Linked DNA regions of Mus musculus: region 1 is linked to region 2. A link is a contact called in public Hi-C data. All regions are on one chromosome and are shown on one strand. Each heading gives the region's core, a stretch centred on a gene start, on an enhancer-like site or on the middle of the called end of the contact. The rest is flanking DNA. Distances are from core to core; before and after follow the strand shown.

The links. A called contact is a pair of places that touch in the nucleus more often than the background predicts.
Region 1: a Hi-C map of liver shows a contact between it and region 2, with 3 times the contacts expected there. The contact joins two enhancer-like sites. A contact is called at or near these places in 2 of 484 Hi-C or Micro-C datasets (CD4 T cells and liver), 1 of 115 datasets of contacts at active chromatin or transcription factors (embryonic stem cells) and 1 of 9 other capture datasets (adipose tissue).

What each region holds. Positions count from the first base shown.
Region 1 is chr7:81,172,996-81,179,535 of GRCm38.p6, reverse strand. No RefSeq gene overlaps it. Among named protein-coding and RNA genes, the nearest start is that of Gm44968, 30 kb to the left of the region's middle. Within about 2 kb of position 4,720, at least 7 of the 459 cell types and tissues checked have an H3K27ac peak or open chromatin away from gene starts, as enhancers often do. A contact at or near this core is called in liver, where this site is marked.
Region 2 is chr7:81,022,454-81,029,114 of GRCm38.p6, reverse strand. It overlaps Zfp592 (zinc finger protein 592), which reads right to left. Exons shown (of 10, transcript NM_178707.4): 3 at 3,606-5,844. The coding sequence starts at 5,825. Among named protein-coding and RNA genes, the nearest start is that of Alpk3, 32 kb to the left of the region's middle. Within about 2 kb of position 4,299, at least 20 of the 459 cell types and tissues checked have an H3K27ac peak or open chromatin away from gene starts, as enhancers often do. A contact at or near this core is called in liver, where this site is marked.

The DNA of each region.
Region 1 (6,540 bases), core at 3,471-5,970, 150 kb before region 2:
CTCTCTCCTGCAAACTTCCCTTCTTACCTCCTCTGCCTCCATGCCATGTTCCTTGGAACCACTTCTAACAGTCGCCCACACTAGGGACGGGAGTCACGCTACTGTCCCCACAAGGCGTATTTGTATCGATTATTCAGACTTCTATTGTCCTCAAAACATTCTCGCACAAGAAAGCGGCTTCCACTCAGTTAGCAGGAGTGCCTGCCCTGCAGTCACAGAGCCTCTGATCTTCAGAACCACAGAAACTGGGTCTGGTGGTACACACTTATGATCTCATCGCTCAGGAGGTGGAGGCAGGAGGATCAGAAATTCAACTTCATCTTTGGCTACATAGGAAGCTTGAGGCCAGCACGGTATATATGAAACCCCGTGTCCAAAAGTTAAAAATCGCGCACACACACACACAGTCTGCCTTGTCCCAGCTCTCTGGAGAGAATTTCAAACACAGGCCCAGCCCTGAGCATATAAAAATCTCTGAATAGTTCTAACTAGCTAAAAATACTTTGAGGGCAAAGCTGTGCAAAATGTAAGTCATGGAGCTGAGGGGCTGGCTCCATGGGTGAGGGTGATTGCCACCAAGCCTGACAACCTGAGTTTGTTCTCTGGAACCCACACTGTAGAAGAAGAAGAAGACAAAGAAGAAAACCCACTCCACAGGTCATCCTCAGACCTCTATATGCATGCTGTAGTGCGTGCAGACTCCCACAGAAATACATAGTTTTAAAATGGAAATACGGTAGGCTATGGATTAGTAGTTTCATATCTGTAATAATGTAGGTACAGAAATTGGGCGTAACAATGCAGACAATTTCATGACAATTTAAAAAGTAGGTTTATTAACTCCAACAGTTAAGAATTGAGGCTTTTTAACATAATTGTGGCCTGGGCTGGGGAGATGGCTCAGTGATTGAACTGCTTGTGGTACAAATCTGAGGCCCTGAATTCAAACCCCAGAGCTATAGAAAGGGCGAGCCAATAGCTCACACATCTATAACCACAGCACTGCTAATGGAATACTGGAAGCAGAGACAGGAGGATCCTTCAAACCCCAGCCCAGCCCACCCTGTATCCTACATTAAAACACAACAGAGAGACATCACCTCAAATAAGGTAGCAAGCAAGGACACCTGAGGTTGTCCTCGGACTCTGCCAAAGCTCTGGCATGCACATACACGCAGATGCAGGCATGCGTATGTGCACGTGTGTGAACACACACACCCAGGATAAAAAGAAAAATAACCTAGTCATGTACAGTTCACCCTCTGCATCTGTGTTTTCTATCCCCGTGGATTCAAACAACTGTAGATTGAAAATATTCTAAAAGGCAAAACTACAAGGAATGGGGGGGGGGGGGTGGCGGGTAATTGCATGTGTACTGAGCACACACCTCTTTCTCTTGTCATGAGTCCCTAAATGACGCAGTATCACACCCGTTTACACACACCTATATTGTGTTACATATTATAACTGACCTAGAGCAGGATATATGTAGGCTATATGCAAATGCACAGCATTTTATTTTATTTAGTTTAGTGTATTGTTTTTTGAGGTGGTGTCTCATGCCACCCAGGCTGGCCTCAAGCTTGCTGGGCACTGGGATTCCAGGCATGCTCCCACACAGCCAGTCAGCAACATTTTATACAAAGGGTTTGAGCATCTGTAATGTGGGCATCAGCACAGGATCCAGGAACCAATCCCTGACACGCGACCTCGCGTGCCTTTGTTAATAGCTTAGAGTCATCTGTTCTGTTGTCTGCCTAGGAACTTAGTCCAATACCAAGGGTGGAGAAGAAGCATCGCAGGAAGCCATGTTCACCCGGCCAGGTGTGCCTCATACAGACGTGGGTGTTCCCCACTGTCACCTCACCAACACGCCCCTTTGTTCTCTAGATGTGACAGAGAGGCAGCAACGGGCCTCTGTCCCAGCTTTACCACACTGAGTTCTTGCCTGTGCTTTTTCTCCCCAGGGTGTGCTTGTCCTATCTCCCACGTGCAGGCCCTGCCCAGTGTACAAAGCAGGACAGCCCCTCTCTGACCACTCCAGCCTGCTTCAGTCTGCTCAATATAGGGCCACTGACAGGTCTGTCTGGGAGGGCTCTTGCTCATGCTAAGCTGAAGGTGCCCACGGCATTTCTGGTGCACACAGGAGATAGCAAAAGGGGACTGGGCTGCCAGTGTCAACTTTTTGCTAAGATCTCCAAAGTAAGCCATTCATATGGTCATGGGGCAAAGAGGAGTTAATTATCAGACCGCCACAATTTAAAATAATAAATATATTGATTATTACTATATCAACTACAGAAGAACACAGAGCCTACATACTCATGGAAAATATGCAACCACAGTCCCATATTTGATATAAATAAAAAATGTTTTTTTGAATTATTAAATTGGGTTTTAGTAAAACATATTAATAAATACTGTTATCTTGTAGACAATCCAAATATTGCAGCACATTGTACGTTTAAAGGAGATAGCCCTTGATATAAATGGCATTAATTTTAATTTGTAATATAGAAACAGTCTCAAAAAGCATGCCAGGAGCTGGAGAGATAGCTCAGTGGCTAAGAGCACTGGCTGCTCTTCTAGAGGGCCAAGTATAGCAGGTGTGCATTTAGATACCATACACATAAAATTAAGTAAAATAAATAAATAAATAAATAGGCCATGGCACTGGTTCATAGAGGCACACGTGGCACACAGCTGTAACCCCGGCACTTGGGAGGGAAGTGGAGGCAAAGGGTTAGCTCCTCCCACTCCTGCTCTAAGGAAGAATCCAATCCTTCGCCTTCCTACAGGGTCTGGGTCACTGCTGTCCCATCAAGCTGCTCTCAGAGCATAGTAGGTGCATAGTAGGTACTGTGGACTAGGTTCTATCTCCTTAGTCCCTGTGAGGAAGCCTTGGTTCCCAGTGTGAAGTATTTGGAGGTGGGGCTTGTGGATGGCCATTAGGTTCAGATGAGGTCATGAGGGTGGGGCTCTCTTACATCAGTCTCGGTTACAAAATACTATAAACAGAGTGGCTTATAAATGACAAGAATTTATTCCTCACGGGTTTGGGGCCAGAAGTTCAATATCAAGGTGCCACATGGCTGAACTCTCCTGAAGACCCCGTTCTGGCTCTCTGACCCTTCTGACCTCTGACCCTAACCTCACAGCAGGAGAACTCTGCAGTCTCTTTTATAAGGGCTCCATCCTGATGACCTCCCAAGGCCCCATTTCCTAATGTCACCTCAGAGGCCACAGTGTCAGCATCTAAATCTATAGAACACACAATTCATCAGTGTGGCGCAGACAGCTCACCTACAAAGACCCCTATTTTTTGCAGGAAACCCTCTCTGCTTTATACTGCCCTTAATTTCTAGAGTCTGCCAAAATCCCACACCCTTGGTGACAAGGTTTAGCTTATTTTCTTCTAACTGAGGTGAAAAAAGTTTTCTCCTGAAAAGGAGCCTTGAACTGCTTGGTAGCAGGCTCTTATAGCAGTAAGCCTTGTGGTTACGGTGAGAGGAATGCTGGGATTGATTAGCAATGCCTGACATGACTGTTGGACAAGTGAAGGCACCTGTGCCAACCTAGTTTAAAAGCTGTTCTGTTTTTCTCCTTCCTTTTCTGTTGTTGTTGTTCAGTTTGTTTGTTTGTTTGTTTGTTTGTTTGTTTGTTTGAGAGAGGAACTTGTGTAGCCCAGGCTGGCCTTTAGCTTGTTATATGCCTCAATTCCTGGATATTCTTGAATTCCACCTCCCACAAGTAGGTTTTATAGGCAATTGAGTATCAGCAACCATGAATCCTCTAAGAAATATGTCCTGGTGGCCTCATCCTCAAGGGGCACCCAGCTTCTGTGGGAGTAAGAGATGTTAAAGTCCACTGCTCTGTGACTAAGGAGTCCCGGAACCCTGTGTGCAACCCCCGATCAGCAGTACCATCTCCACAGAGAAGAACCAACTCTCAGAGAAGTTGTGATTCATTCCCATAGACCTAAGTCCAGCACCATGCTAGGTACTTTGGAAGAAAACAAAAGCACTGTAATGTCTATGCCCAAGAAGCTGCCATTTTACCAGGAACATCCCTGGCTGTGTAATGAGTTCGCATGGAGCCCAGAGCATCAGGACAAGGACCCAACAGGTAAGAGAGGAAGAGGTGGGGAGCTTGATCTTGGAAAGACAGCTGTGTGTACAGTCAGCAAAGGGTCCTGCTCAAGGGCAGTGGGAGAGGGGTTTGGAGTTTGAATGGAGAGCTGCAGGGGAAATGGCCAGGACTATAGCCATGGGGTACAAGAGCCAAGCCAAGCCTCCATGCTGCAGAGCTAAGGGCCCAGAGGACTGGAACTCAGGTCAGCTATGGGCAAAGAAGGTGCCCTCAGAACAAAGATCTATCGCAGAGCCAAACTGGACCTAACTCATGTGGTAGAACCAGTTTCTGCCACACTGGACTCCAAGTTCCCTCTGCCTCAGGCAAATCTAGTTCTAGCTGGAAGGGAAGGGGGAGGTGGCAGGTAGGGGTGAAGAAATGGGTGCATGAAGTACCCCAAAGCCATTTACTGGAGTAAATGAGCCTTGGGGGTGGCAGCAGCCTGAGCAGAAGAGACAGGGTTGGGAATGGTAGAGACAAACTCCAGAAGCAAGGGCTGGTGTCCTCATTTGCCTTTCCTGCCCTGATAAGAGACTGGCCAAAGCCAACTGGGGGAAGAAAGCGTTTGTTTGTCTTACACGCCCTGATCACAATCCACCGCTGAAGGCAGAGCTCGAGGCCAGAGCTACAGCAGAGGCCATGGAGGAATGCTGCTCACTGGCTTATTCAGCTTGTGCTTTTCTACAACCCATGACCACCTGCCTAGGGTTGGCGCTGCCCACAGTGGGCTGGGCCCTTCCATATTAATTAACAATCAAGAAAATGTTCTGAAGACATTCCTATGGGCCAATCTGATGGTGACAGTTCTTCAGCGAAGGGTCCTTCTTCCCAGGTGACTCTGATTTGTGCTAACAAAGACTAATGAGCACAAATGACCCCTTGTCAACTTGATGCATAAACGTATCACTATTAAAACATAATCTCTAAGGATTTTCTGTCTCCAAGATCTCATGTTAATATTAAGATTGAAATATAAAATACTGTTCAACTCTTGAAAGTCCCACAGTCTTTAAAAATTCTATCATTTATGAGCCGGGCATGGTGGCACACGCCTTTAATCCCAGCACTTGGGAGGCAGAGGCAGGTGGATTTCTGAGTTCGAGGCCAGCCTGGTCTACAAAGTGAGTTCCAGGACAGCCAGGGCTATACAGAGAAACCCTGTCTCAGGAAAAAAAAAAGTTCAATATCTCTTTAAAATACTTCAAGTTGGGGCTGGAGAGATGGGTCACAGGTTAAAGGTACTTTGTGCTCTTGCACAAGACCCGGTCCCCAGCATTGACAGCCCCAGCATTGACAGCTGTCTCTAGTGCCAGTTCCAGTGGATCCAATACCTTCTGACCTCTGAGGGCACTAGACATATTTATAGTACACACAAATACAGGCAGACAAAAACTTGCAAACAAAATAAAAATAGATTATTTTTAAAATACCCTGTGTCAGAGCTAGTAAGATGGCTCAGGGAGTAAAGAGTATGGCACACAAGTCTGATGACCTGGGTTCAGCCCCTTGAGCCCATGTAAAGATGAAAGGAGAAAACGGACTGTACAAGGTTGTCTGCTGACTCCCCCCACCTCCCACTGTATTATATATGTGCCCAGAAACACATATCTTACACACATAGGCGATAAATAAATTTAAATATTCAGAGTCTAACTGTGGACTCCTATAAAATCCAAAATAAATCACATACTTTCTTATTCCAAAAGGGAAGAAACAGGACATGGCTGTAAACAGATCCAAGTCAACCCCAAGTCCAACAGTGTACAAAACTCAATGTCTGACATTTGGGACTCACTCATGATCTTCTGGGCTCCAAAGGGCTTGGGCCATTGTCCCACAGCACCTTCATTAATGGTGTCTTTTAGTCCCATACCATTCCTAGTCTCATGAACTCCTTGTTGCTCTCTGTAACCCCTTCATGCCTTCAGTATGATGTATAAGACTTTTTCACATTGCCACATTCTGCTGCCAGCTTGATGTACAGCCTTGACACTCCAGTAGGCCACAGTGTCACAGCCTCAACGATGCTGGTTTGATAGCTGATTTTTTATGCCATCAGCATTGATTGTCCCAGTAAACTAAAGGTTTCACTTTTTTTTAAAGATTTATTTATATATCTTAAGTACACTGTAGCTGACTTCAGACACACCAGAAGAGGGCATCAGATTTCATTATGGTTGTGAGCCACCATGTGGTTGCTGGGAATTGAACTCAGGACCTTTGGAAAATCAGTCAGTGCTCTTAACCGCTGAGCCATCTCTCCAGCCCCCAAGGTTTCACTTTTATTGACTCTTTTTTGTTTGTTTGTTTGTTTGTTTGTTTTGAGACAGGGTTTCTCTGTGTAGCCCTGGCTGTCCTGGAACTCACTTTGTAGACCAGGCTGGCCTCAAACTCAGAAATCTGCCTGCC
Region 2 (6,661 bases), core at 3,050-5,549:
CAATCAAACAAGCTAGCAAAAAAATAAGGCAATCATGGCGGCACATATCTCTGACCTTAGTGATTGGCAGAAGGGTCATGAGTTTGAGTCCACTCTGTTACTTAGAGAAACACAGGTGTTTGTTTCTTAAAAAGTTAGGTATAGCAGGGTATACCTGTATTCCTAGCACCTGGGAGGTAGAAGCAAGATGATCAGGAATTCAAGGCCAGCCTTGGCTACAGAGTGAATTAGAGGCCAGAGCTACATGAGACATTGCTTCAAAATAAAGATAAACAATAAAAATAAGAGGCCCATGTAAGACTTTTTAATGTAATTAGGAAAGCTTGAATATAGATTTGTATGGGCAATATTAAAGAATGTCATTAATTTTACTAGTTGTGATGACAGCATAGTTAAATAAAAGCTTAAGAACAAGAAGATACACTCTACCATGTAAAGGCATAATGGTCCATGCCTTTAATCCTAGCACTTGGGAGGCAGAGGGAAGGTGGATGTCTGAGTTCAAGGCCAGCCTTGTCTGTGAGTTCCACAGAGTTGTATAGAGAGGCCCTGTATCCAAAAAAAAAAACAAAACAAAAAAAAAAAAAAAACAAGGAGGAGGAGGAGGAGGAGAAGGAGGAAGAAATAGACCTCTTTGCTGACATTCTATCCCAATTAAATGGCTCAGAATGCAAGGGAAAGGATGGAAAACACCCACCCCACCCATACCCAGTCAAGGCAGGGAGAGGCAGTTTTGCTTCAGGTGCAGACTTCCAGGAGGAAGACATAAAAAGTCAAGCATAATGTTCCTGCTGTGGTGGGGAGCTTCATCCTGCCTATCTATCTGAACACCTTTTGCCCTGGCTATGTGGCTTGACACTGGTATTGTCATGGAAAGCCAAGCCTAGTAGCCATCAAGGCTAACTCCTGATCTCAAGTCTCCCTCCCTAGAAGGCACATTTAGCAACAGGAGACACTATGAAGGATTCAGACTAGGCTGAGAAAAGCCCAGCAGCCTCCCAGAGCAGGCTATTATGTCTAGTTGTACTTTTCTGTAGAGCCCACAAGAACGATGTAGTGTAAGAGGTGCCAGCCCTGATTCTATGCCAATTTCTACCTATGCACAACTCTAGAATTTGGGTAAAAAGCAATGTGGAAAATATCATAGACCCAGGCACCAGACCTCCATGGCCAAAGATCTTCAATGACCAAATTCAGAAAAAATAGTCCTAGCCCAACTCAAGTATGCTAGGACATCAAGAACATGGACGTCCTGGGAGAGGGTGCTGACTACACTCCACACGACTCATCACAAGAAATATAAACAGAGAAGGTGAAGGTAAGAGGCTACAGTGACTGGTTTGAACAAGATTGACCCCATGGGTTCATATATTTGAATGTTTTATTTGAGAGAGATTAGGAGGTGTGGCCTTGTTGGAGTAGATGTGGCCTTATTAGAGGGAGTTTGTCACTGGGGGGTAGGGATGGGAGCTTTAGGGTTTTTGAAAGCCCAAGCCAGTACCTGCAGACCCAGAAGTAGCTCTCAGCTATGTTTCCAACACCATGTCTGCCTACCTCTTGCCATGCTTCCTTTCATAATAACAATGGATTAAACAGCTGAACCTGTAAGCCAGGTACAATTAAATGCTTTTTTTTTTTTTTTTTTTTTTTTTTGGTTTTTCAAGACAGGGTTTCTCTGTGTAGTCCTGGACCTCACTTTGTAGACCAGGCTGGCCTCGAACTCAGAAATCCGCCTGCCTCTGCCTCCCAAGTGCTGGGGTTAAAGGCATGCGCCACCACGCCCGGCCGAAATGCTTTTTTTCTGAGTTGCTGTGGTCATGGTGTCTCTTCACAGCAATAAAACCCAATCTAAGACACTTTCTCTTGGGTAATTTTTGTATCCTTCATGGCTGTTTTTCTGTCAACCTGATACAGGCTAGAATTGTCTGGGAAAAAGAACCTCAATTGACCAAATACCTCCATCAGATTGTCTGTGGGCAAGTCTACAAGGCATTTCCTTATTAATGACTGGCATGGAAGGGCCCAGCCCAGGTAGACCAGACTGGACTGTCTCTGCCTCTCACGTGCTAGGATTAAACATGCACCTCCACATGTCTTCTTTAAAATAAAAAATCTATTTATTTTATGTTTATGTGTGTGAGTGTTCTGCCTGCATGTATACGTATATATCATGTACGTGTCTGGTGCCTCTAGAGGTCAGATCCCCTGAAATTGAAGTTATGGGTGTTTGTTAGCCATCAGGTAGGTGCTATATCAATCCAGGGTCCTCTACAAGAACAACAAAGAGCTACCACTCTAATCTCTGATTAGTTTTTATTACGAAAAGAAGAGCAAACTAATACCCACTGAACTAAGGGAACCAAGTGAAGGAGTAAGTTGCCGTGTCTTGAAAGGAGCCCTAGGGATGGCTCAATGGGTAAGAGCACTTGTGTGCAAGCAGCAAGGACCCGAGGTAGAGAGACCACCCCTGGGTGCTGCCCCATGTGAAAATGCTGTGCATGGCTGTGCGAGACTGGAGCCCAGGGCAGAAATGGGCAGGTCCTGGAAACTTGCTGGTCAGTCAACCTAAGCAGAGCAGGGAGCTTCTACACCAAAAAGACCAAAACGTCAAGAAACTAACTCTCTCTCTCTCTCTCTCTCTCTCTCTCTCTCTCTCACACACACACACACACACACACACACCTGAAGGCCTTTCTGTTTTTTAAAGATGAAGTCTTGCTAAGGATAGCCCTCCTGCCTCCAGCTGCAAAGTGTTTTGACTATAACTGTACTAACACAGCTTAAGGCTGCCTTCTTGACACAATCTGCTAGCAATAGCAATAGGGCAGAAAAAGGGTAAGCACCAAGTGCCTTTAAAAACAAACCACATATCTCACCAACTACAGCCAACAATCAGAATAAGCAGAAAAGCTCAACTCCTTTTTTAGACTTAGAGAACATGGATGAAGGATGGAGACCTACAAACCCTCTGCATGGAGCCTACATCCCTACCCACTCTCCTTTCCTCCTCAGCTCTGCCTCTGGCCCTATCTCCAGAGAAATTCTGCTCAACAGCTGTGTACTGAGGGGTGGAATGTTCTTAGAAAACAGACTACTAAGGGACAAACACAGTGATTCATCTACTCCCATCCCCAGGTTCTCGGGGTACTTGCCAAAACCATGTTACCATGGTTGAGAGTCATGGTTGAAAGTCCAGAAAGAGACCTAAGCCCAAACAGGCCTGCATTTGGATCAAACTCACTGCCAATCTGGGTGGAAGTGGAACATGGAGCCTGCCCAGAGAGACAGTTTTGTTTGTTGAGACAGTCTTGATCTGGTCTCAAATTTGCGATCCTTCTGCTTTAGCCTTATAAGTACTACAATTATAAACAAATACCCAATCCCCTGGCTAAGCTCGTTGGATCTCCAGGCTTTCCCCACCAGTATGGGTAGGATTATCTTCCCAAATAAGAAACCAAGTACTCTGTATTCAGATGATATGCTAACCATTAAGCCAGATGTCCCCCTCTAAGACTAAGATTCTACCTCTGCTCCCATTCTAAGTCCCCATCATGGAACTTTATGGGCCTGAGGCTCACCACCCAACAATGTGATGGTCTACTCACTAGCCCCTCGGTTTCCTCTGTTGTCCTCTGGAAATGTGTAGCCAGGACCATATAATCTCGCATCTGCTTGTGACACTCAGGACATTTGGTTCCATACCGGATGAGCCTCACTGGGTCTGGATAAAGTGGCAAGGCTGGAATTACAGAGCTGGCATTGTCCAAAGTGGGGCTGGGTTTGGGGGAGGAAGAAGCGGCTGGGGTTGCTGGTGCAGTGGAGTTCACGGGAGCCGCCACAAACATCTGGTCCGCAGAGATGGGCTTCACAAGCAGCTGAGAGCACTGCATGACAAGTCCCTTGCTCTTGTGGTCACGGGCATGCCGAAGCAGACTGCACTTGTTGAAGAAGAGCAGTGTCTTAGAGCACAGTGTGCACAGCACCTCAATGTGGACACTGCGCCGGCTATAGTGCTGGCTCAGGCTCTTCTCTAAGGCAAACGCGTCTCCGCACTCCAGGCAGCAGTACCCACTGGCCGGCACGTGGATTCTGCTGTCTGCAGGTGGGCTGAGATTTGGCGCATAGAGGGGCACAGGGTTAGAGCTGTGAAGGACCTTGTTGAAGACCTCCACAATTAGAGGGGCGGCCTTTTTCACCTGGTGGACCAGGGGCACTGTCATTTGCGTGACCTGAGGCTGGCTCCGTCTCTGTGCTGAGGACTTGGCAGTCACAGATGCGGCAACACTGTGGGGGACCAAGTTCAAGTTGGCCAAGTGCACAGCTTTGGGCAAGAGACTGGCAGCGGGGGTTGATGCCTGAGGTGCTGTGCTCTGTTGCTTCTTGCTTGCCTGTGAGTTCAGGGCAGATCCTTTTGGGACCCTGGACCCAGAGATGCGGCAGGGAGATGAAGAGTCACTGGTTTTGATCATATTCTCATCCCCTTTTCTGTCACCCTGGGGGCTCCCTGAATGTATGCCTGCCTCAGAAAAGTGCTCTTCCACAGGCATGGCTGTGCCTTCATCCCCTGGTGCCTCACTTGGAGCCTCAGTGATTGTGCTCCCTGCAGGGGACTCAGCAGGGGACTTGCTTGGATCATCAGGGTCTGGCAGGATCCTGGTAACCGTCCGTTTGATTTCCCCCGATGATGTCTTAATTGTTTTGATTCTGACTTTGGGAATTGCTGGTGGGGAGCTGGCAGCCACAGAAGGAGACCCTTTGCTGCTGCTGTCACTGCAGATGCTCCGAGGGCTATCAGATGGCTTGATACTTTTTCTAGTGGCCTCTAGAGGGCTCCGGGGACTCTTTGGTGACTTGGGCATTTTGGGGCTGCCTTTAGAACCCTCTTTAGTGGGCCCTGAGGAATCCTTTGTGTGACCAGGCTGATCCTCTTTGGTGACATTGGCCACCCTTTTGGCCTGTAAGGCCACCAAGGCTGCAACACAAGAGGATAACTTGGAATGGGCTGGCTTCAGACGCTGCCTAGGAGGGACAGAGGAGCAAGCACTAAGCTCTGGAGCAAGCTTCTTGGGCTCTCCAATACTGTTGCTAGGGTGACTATTGAACTCTAAAGCTTCCCCAAAGAACCGACTGGAATCCAGATCTTTGTGAGGCTCCACCACCTTCTGCCCACCCTGCTCATGCTCCTGCTGGCTCTCTAAAGGCAAGGGTTCTGGTTTAGGTTCTTTCTTACAAAAGTGATCAAACATGTGTAGTTCCGGGACTGGGAATTTTGACAGAGCTTCCAGGACTGGGCCTCCCACAGTCCCAGGAGGAGGTGGGAAATAACTGTCAGAGTGCTTGGACTTTATCCCAAACCCATTATCTTTGACAGGATCCTCAGGCTCTGGGCTAGAGATTGGGCTGAACTGGTTGAAGGTGGGTAATGGCTCCGACTTGGAAGGCTCTAGCTTGCTTGTGAAACTCCTAGCACTGTCTCCATTTATAAAAGTAGAATCAAACTTCCCACAGTGGTGGGAGTCTGGGGGCAGGTCTGAGCCCCGGAATCCATTATGTAGGAGACTGGGAGCAATGTGGTCTTTCTCTGCTTCAAACGACTCTTGGCGGCTGGTGTTCTTGACAATGACACTCACGGCTGGCACATCTGGGGCTGATCCTGAGTGCGACAAGGACACATTCTCATCGATACACATGCCTGAAGACTTCAGGGGACTCTCATTCTCCTCACTGGGAGCCTGGATGGCCTCCTTTGCATCAAGACTTGTGGGATCTGGGATGTCAAAGGCAGCCAGGAGATCATCAAAATCTGGAGTTTTCATATCCCCCATGGCTGGATGCTGACAAGTACTACAAGAAAAACAAAGAACAGAGTCAATTACCAGCAGGGCCTCTCTGAATTGTCTTATAGCATCTGTATTGAACACTCATCATACTAATACATATATGCAGCGGGCTCACTCCTGCAGAACCCCACCTTCTACGATAAGAAGTCACATACCTGAGTTTTACTCTAAGGTTTCTAGCCTGCTGAAAAGTAGAAAAGGCTAAAAGAGAAGCTTACATGTAGTGACAAACTTGCCTGGACAGTCTTAATTTCTGGGTGGCCCCACAACCAAAAGAAAGAGAGGATGCCTTGCTATCCAATAGGACCATACCCCACAGGTCTCCTTATCACCCCTGCCCTCACAACCTATATCTAACTAGCACATGTTCCCCTTCTAGGTGGCTCACATATTTCACACATACAAATATTAGAAATAAATGGTGCCTAGAGTTATCTGCAGCTGCTGCCAAGAGGATCTTTACTGAATGTATATGTATAGATTCTCATACTTATATACATTCTCTCTCTTCTCCCTTTCCTCCTCTTTCCATGCTTCTTCTTCTCCTCCTCCTCCTCCTCTTCTTCTTCCTCCTCCTCTTCCTCCCTCCCTCCCTCTTTCTCTTCCTCTGTCTTGTCCTCCTCCTCCTCTTTCTTTTGATTTTTGAGACAGGATCTCGCTCTCTAGCACTGGCTGTCCTGGAACTCAATATGTAAACTAGGCTGTCCTTGAATTCACAAAGATCCACCTGTCTCTGTCTCCCAAATGCAGGAACCAAAGGTGTGCTCCACCACACCCAGCTGCTGCTGCTTCTATTAAAACCTCTTTTAAAACATTTTTTA